2 separate regions of the Zea mays genome follow, and region 1 is linked to region 2. Evidence: chromatin contacts called from public Hi-C data. All regions are on one chromosome and are shown on one strand. The core of a region is the stretch at or near the end of the contact, and the rest is flanking DNA. Distances in the headings are between cores, read along the strand shown.

Region 1 (3,555 bases), core at 28-2,527, 730 kb after region 2:
TTTTGGTTTAGTTTCAAACTTCACCAGGGTGTGTCTGAGGTATTTAGGTGCCACTTTGTCCATAGGACCATTTGCTTTTGAGTTTTGGAGCTAGGTGAACACGGTTGATCTTTGAAAATGGGATGAAAAAGACTTAGAGAAAATATTGATTTCCCCCTTTGGGTTCCTTAGTTGAGTATCCAATTTGGGGCTATTTTAGATTCATTTTGGGGAAACTTCCTTGCTATATTTAGTAGATATTTTGGTAATCTTCAACTTGTATAATTAGTCCAACTCATGATAATGTTATCCTCATTGTCTTTTTACCTGATTTATGCATTGTTTCATATGTCTCATGTGAATAGACTTAAGTTTTTTTAGAAACTTTTCTCTCTGTTATAGGCACCATAAGGTTAAGGTAGGCATCTTAGAATAATAAACACTTGCTAACCATTTGATTGCTAAGTTTTGGTTATCTTGGGCTTAACTAAACCACATGTGATAATAGGTCAAGGGTGTGGGTACAGAGTAGAAACCCTGAGTAACACCTGTGGTGTTACAACCCTCCCCCTAAAAAGAATCTCGTCCTGAGATTTGGGTGAGATTATAAGTGGTAAGGAGGTGGGTGACTCTACTGCCTAAACAGGGGTGGTGTACATTTTGAGACATTTTGCCAACCAGCTCTTCGGATGTCATCCTCTTTGCAACTTCAGAAGGAAGCCCTATTATCCTTATCTAGAGGTTCCAATTTTCTTTAAGTAGTGAGGTATGATGGCATCTTAAAAGCAGAAAGCAAGGGGTGTGATGGGGTATGGTTATGTACCAACACTTTTTAATAGGAATTCAGGGTAGTTTCTGCTTAGAAAATCCTCGATCTCCCCTGTAGCTTCTTCTTCGGTGTGGTTGCTCCATTGGACTTTATACATCTTAACTGCAAGCACTCGTACCAGCCTCACAAGTTATGGACCTGAGTAAGTGAACACCAATGGCCCAATCAATAGCCACTGATCCAACGAACCCGTGCCTGATCCAATATGTTCCCTTAGTCCACGTGCTCAGCGACATACTTAAACTATAGCCATTACATCGTGTATTTGACCGTACAAAATACTGTTTTACAGTGAAGACTATACTATTTATATGGTGGAATTTAAAATAGAGATGATAATAAAATAAATAACTGAAGGGCCACAACGACTGTCCGATGCACTGTAGACGGTGGCGATCTAGGCATCCTGCGCTTCTCTCGCTACGTAGACAAGACCACAAAAAAAAAAACACTACGAGTACCATACAGAAGAAAATCGAGGATTGGCTGGGACGGACACAGATAGAGGAGGGTTTGCCCCTGCACACCGCTGCGCTACTGGGAGGAGCACAAGTGTATCGCTGTGGCTGCGGCGCCCGGCAGTCCGCCACAAGCACACGCGCACACAGGGGCCAAGCGCCTACACCTACAGAGGAGAGACAAGGTCTGCCGTCCGCGCGTGCGCGGAAGAGGGGACGGAGGAAGAAGGCTGCCAGCAATCAGAGATGGAGGTGGGGTTCTTGGGTCTGGGCATCATGGGCAAGGCAATGGCGACCAACCTCCTCCGCCACGGCTTCCGCGTCACCGTCTGGAACAGGACCCTCGCCAAGGTATTGCATCGGAACCGCTGCGCCCGCGCCCTTATGTTCTGCTGAAATCCGAATCCGTCGCCTCCCGTCCGCACGCGTGCTCCCGAAATCACATCTCCATGACCTCTTCTCCTAGTGCCAAGAGCTCGCCGCGCTCGGCGCCACCGTCGGGGAGACGCCTGCCTCCGTCGTCTCCAAGTGCAGATACACCATCGCCATGCTCTCCGACCCCAGCGCCGCCCTATCAGTTAAGACACGGTTCATATTATTCAGCCGTGGTTCCTCTTTCTTATACAGGATATAGGAAATACGCGACGTTTCATTTTTTTTTCTAATCGATTTCCGGTCCGGCGGTCCCTGTTTTTCCACCTAGGTCGTCTTCGACAAGGATGGCGTGCTCGAGCAGATCGGTAGCGGGAAGGGCTATGTGGACATGTCCACTGTTGACGCTGCAACTTCGACCAAGATTAGCGAGGTATCTCCCTCAGCTGCTTCTGTTTTATCAGATTGCAAAGCCTCTTTTCCTACATTACATTCAGTTCTGGTATCTATTTGGTTTTTGGCTATTGTGCAGCTATAAGATGCCGCTTTCTTTGTTTTTGGCGTCAGTGGTAGATGACGAGGTAGTTTGATTGTCTGGATATCTAGATCGCCACTGAGCAATGGTTGCAGGGATAGACCTTGCATCATATCTTTCCATTTTATCAAGCTTGTCTAATGTATCGTATTCTACTAGTGTTAGCCGTTTTAGGATGAGCAACCTGTTGAAGATATGTCCAAGAGACAATCACAAATAATTCAGATTAGAGTCCAACTCGTATTGGGATTAAAGGTGTAATGGGCCACGACCAATTAATACGCTCTATAAATATATGGGAAGCGGCTAGGATTACATGATAGCTGTCCAATGAGCTTCACCATAAATGGACTTACGAAGTTTATATCTTGTACTGTGGTGTGGAAGGGGAGCCTCATCAGTTCGATTGCTGCAGATGGCTAGGCCGAACCACAGATGGCAAAGATCCTTGAATCGCTCACATGATGATGTGCCCTCATCTTGCTCTAGGGGGTCCTCCTTGCCAGTCGTAGGTGGAGAAGACGAGCTTGCTGAAGTGGGGAACACCTGAACAGTGTTCTTAAGGCGTCGCCTAGGCGACGCTTAGGCGTCCAGGCGCCCGGGCAAAACTGGCCGTCTTGCTCGCCATACCCGCCTAGGCGCCGCCTAGGCGCTAAAGCGGTTTTCTGGTCCACCTGCTCGCCTAGGCGCCTTAAGAACACTGCACCTGAACTGACGTGCGCACGGGCAACATTTACAGTGGAGGAGGCCTGCACAGATGAGCAAGGTGGCCCCTGCGGAAACATTGATAGCAGGGACGAAGGGGGCAATAGTGGCTGTTGCGGTGTGTAGGAGGGTGGCAAGCAGGGTGGTGGAGGCCAGTACAGTGGTGGTGCTGTAGAAGGATGGAAACATCGTCGCTCCGTACCCTGGCATCCTATAGGGAAAACCCTGGTGCATGGCGCTCACAGAGTAGGACGCCTGTTGGTGCTCTAGTGACGATATGCGGGTGGTCAGATTAGCTAGTTGCATGGTGATGTCCACGAAGGCCTTCACGGTGCCGTTGGTGGCCTATGGTGGGATTGACGACTGCTTCTCGGAGTCATTGTCAATCGGCATCTCCAATACCAGATTGATAGGATCTGGAATCTTGTTGCGGTTCTGTAAGTTGTATGGATAGAAAATCGATGGCCACAACGTGTACCTCCGGCAGCACACAAGAGTCGTGGTCACACACAGGAAGTAGGGAAATAAGCGAGCGAGAAAGAGACGTGGGAGATGGCCCTTGAGGTCGAGAAAGATAATTATCTTGCTTGCTTAGATTGATATATCTCATCTCTTTATATAGAGGCTTACTTGACCACTGAGGAAGTTATCATTATTGTTATCGAAACCTCCTAATC
Region 2 (3,938 bases), core at 1,147-3,646:
CCTTTCCTTCCAATATATTTTTGCAGCAGTGCTCCCAAACCCATGGTAGAGAGTGACCTTATCTCGTCTGGTCCGTGAGCTGTATCTGAATTATATGACTGCCTTCCTCACATATGCAACTCTTGCTCCTTCCTTGACTGTTATGGGCCTGCTTGGTTCAGGGACTAACTAATGTTTAGTCAGGGGACTAAAGTTATACCTGTTTGATTACAGGGACTAAGGTGCTGTTTGGTTTAGTACTTGAAGTGGTAACGGGAATGGAGTGGGCTACCGCCGCTATCTGATACATTGTTTGGTTAATGTGGAAAACGTGATCAACTCCGTTTACAGCGTTCGATAACACTGTTGGCTGTCGGCCAGGATAGCTACTAGCGATCTGGAAATGCTGCAGCCTGATATGTGGAAATTGCACTGCAGTAGACAATACGAGCAACAAAAATAACAGAAATACTTCCATATTTCGGACCATTATCCGTGCCGCATCACCATGTTCAATGAAGAGCAAGAATTTATGGAACTTGCACATACTTCTAGAAATCTACACAAACTTACACAAAATTTTGTATTCCAGAAATTTCAGACCATTATCCATGCTGTAAAATTGTTCCAACTTCAAAAGCTTCACAGATGAACATTAGCTTATTAGAACTTATCATCTCTTCATCTCACTTTTTTTTAGCCTAATCTAATGAAGGACAAAAAAAGATAAGCAAAGTCATAGTCAAACAATACATGTAGTAATTTGTACATGCACATTTAGATGCATACAACAAGCATAATATATTATCCATATTTTAATCCATACAACAAGCATCAGATATAATTCAACTTTTCAATTAAATGTGATCGAGTCTATACAGAAGTGTCAAGATTTATTAAAATAAACCAGTATCATTAGGGTCCTCTTTGGTTAGGCTTTGAACTAAAAATTGTTTTTGATCTACTAGAAGACTCATAACACCCTCTCCCTGTTTTAACTGTTTTTACTTAAAAATTGTCACTAATGGCACTAACAGCTAGACAAACACAGCTAGAAAGAACAACTAGTACAAAAGGCTTGAAAATGTTGCCTCCTAATGGCACTAACAGCTAGAAAGAACAACCAATACAAAAGTCTTGAGAACTTACTGGCGAGCATGTTTAGTATGAACTCTCTCCTTAGAGTCTCTAGAAGTACAAAAAGCATGGTCATCTGGTTTGGCACATTCACAAACACACTCGCTGCTTTGACAAAAAACAGTACCAGTAAGTCCCAACCTAGTCAGCTCTGTTATAGATTTTTGTTGTAGGGCTTGCATTTGATCCTCATGTGTAGCCTCATCTTGGAGCTTAGCTTCACGATCCATGATTTTAGTCATTTTCCAATGTGATTTGAAGCATTCTTAAGATCACCACGAAATCCACCTAACATATCCAAAAATGGGTCACTTGACTTGCTAACTTTTCATTTCCTTTGTCTCGCTTCCTTCTTTAGAGGTTGATGAAGTAGAATCAAATGAGTTCCTATCTAAAGCCCATCGTGTTGTTTCTCTAGACATACTATCTTCTTCCACTTCCCGATCATGGCTCTCTTCCAAAGTTATTTCTTTCCGCAAGTTTAAAATGGCATCACCAAGACCTTCACCACCTTCTCTTGTAGCATTGTCCTTCCCACATATAGCGGCTAAGGTATCAAGGTGTGATAATGAAATGCCATACAAGCCCTTTGCATCAGGATATCTCTACAAGAAATCACTTTAAGAAATCAGTACAATCAAAATGAGTTCATTAAAATAAATAGAATAAAAGAGGACACATGCTCCTAGACAGTGCCCGTAAAACACCCTAAATCTATCAATTGAAGCAACCTAGTTTGATTTATTAATTTTCAAAAGAAAGAAAAAAATCTTCATGTTTACAAATAATCAAATGATAATATAAATAAATGAAATATTTTCTTGAATAGATACAAATTTACCAAGTGTTTGACGCATTCTACCGAAGCATTTTTTATTTGGTTTGCAAATCCATTTTTTGGGTTTAACTTGTGTGAGATGAAAACTTCATTTTATAAAATAATAATGAATTGATAGCATATATAGGTTTAGGAAACATGCGATTATATATGTGATTAATTATTTGATTAAAAAAATCCTATTTTTGTTGATTTATGTTTTTTGTAATCTTGATTTTATTTAATCAGTAGATTTATCCTAAAAGTAGTTCTTTTCAAATTGATTATTTTATGTAAGTATTAAAAATATATTTATATTTTTAATGAATAACCTATTCTAGAAAAGAAATTAAAAAAAGGAAAACCAAAACTCACGAACGCTCGCTCTCACTGGCCGTTCGGCCAGAAGCCCAGCAGGCCGCTAGGACCGCCCACGCTCAGCCCCAGCCCTCTCCATGTGCGCATGACAGGTGGGACCCACTACTTTCTTCTCTCCTTCCCTAGTCTCTCTCCTGCACGCAGAATGGGACGCATGCCGGCATGCGCAGCCGCCGCTGCAAACTGCCGCCTCGACGTCTACCGCCGCTGCTTCGCCTTGCGGCTAAGCTCTCTCTCTCTTTGCCTCCCCAGCTCAGTGGAAAGTGTTGCCGCCGCCTTCGCTCCACGCCAGACCGATCATCTCCTCTCCCCTGGTGGACGCCGCGCCGTTACTTCCCACTAGCTCGACGCTACAGCTTCCATCATGAATGGTGAACGCGAGTCCCTGCTTCACAACCGGCGCCCCCTCGCCTCGTCTAGGCCAATAAAGCCACGACCGAAGCCCATCCTTTCCGTTTCCCCTGCTCGCCATACCTCCACTCCCTGCTCCTCTTACGCGCCTCCAACCTCGCTGTCGAACCTGACGCTATTTGTGCGAGCGCCGAGCGTCGCTCCCTGCTCTCCTGCAGCCGCCGTGTCGTTCGTTGTTCATGCCACTGCCGCACCTCAGAGTCTCCTCGTCGCCGTTGGAAAGCACTAGCAAGTTCACCGCGATCTCCTCCGCCGTTTCCCCATCTCGGCACTGCCCCTGCGATGGCTTCCCCTGCCCAGCTCCGCTGTCCCCTGTTCGCCGTGTCCCTGCTGCCGTGAGCCCGTGACTAGAGAGAAGCAAGGTAGAAAAAGTCTAATTCGTGATATATCCTCTGATGACTACAGTTAATCAGAGATCTAGTTTATACGTTTTTTAAATTGATTATTTAAATCTAAATTAGTTAGAATTTATTTGATTAGCTGCATAAGTATGCGATTAATATTTTTAGTTATTATTTCAATCCGTTTTCATATTTTCACAACTTAGTTTAATTTATGTTGGTTGAAATTGATTTAAGTATAGTTTTCTAAATAAGAAGTAAAAGAAAAGAGTAGATCACATTTTGTTAAAAAATAGTAGATAAATAATTATATATATATATATTATAAAATATGATTTAATTTTGTATTCAAGTTTATATATATATATATATATATATATATATATATATATATATATATATATATATATATATATATATATATACACGTGTGTGTATATAAGTTGCTTATTCATAATAAAGTTTTCTAAAAATGCTAAAATAGTAAAATTGTTGTTCATATATTTAAATTGAAAATGATGGATTATATGATTAAATATAGTTTTCTTTTCAAATTTAGGTCAAGTGTTTTCCTAATAAAAAGATAAATATTTACTATCCTTTCCTATAAAACTTGATTTAGTCTTATAATTATATATTCTTTGCAAATTTTACTCGCCATAGAGCTTTTCTAAAAGAAATGTTAAAATGACATAATTATTCTTCATGTTCTTTTTATAATTAAAATATTAGTTTATATATTGGTTATGAATATATCTTTCTTAATAATAATATAGATTATGTGTTGTCGGTGTTTGGACCGTAGGCCCTTAACCAACCAGTAAATAAGCCGCGTGGTCGACTCTAAGGGTCCCTTTGGTAGGGCTTATTTTTCA

The links. A called contact is a pair of places that touch in the nucleus more often than the background predicts.
Region 1: a contact with region 2 is called in a Hi-C map of tassel, with 3 times the contacts expected there. The contact joins the promoter of LOC100282207 here to the enhancer-like site in region 2. A contact is called at or near these places in 2 of 25 Hi-C or Micro-C datasets (ear and tassel).

What each region holds. Positions count from the first base shown.
Region 1 is chr4:125,206,002-125,209,556 of Zm-B73-REFERENCE-NAM-5.0, forward strand. LOC100282207 (2-hydroxy-3-oxopropionate reductase) reads left to right here and starts at 1,278. Exons shown (of 8, transcript NM_001155119.2): 1 at 1,278-1,617; 2 at 1,733-1,843; 3 at 1,970-2,071. The coding sequence starts at 1,513.
Region 2 is chr4:124,471,600-124,475,537 of Zm-B73-REFERENCE-NAM-5.0, forward strand. No RefSeq gene overlaps it. Among protein-coding and RNA genes, the nearest start is that of LOC100282695, 9.1 kb to the left of the region's middle. Within about 2 kb of position 2,397, at least 17 of the 20 cell types and tissues checked have an H3K27ac peak or open chromatin away from gene starts, as enhancers often do. A contact at or near this core is called in ear and tassel, where this site is marked.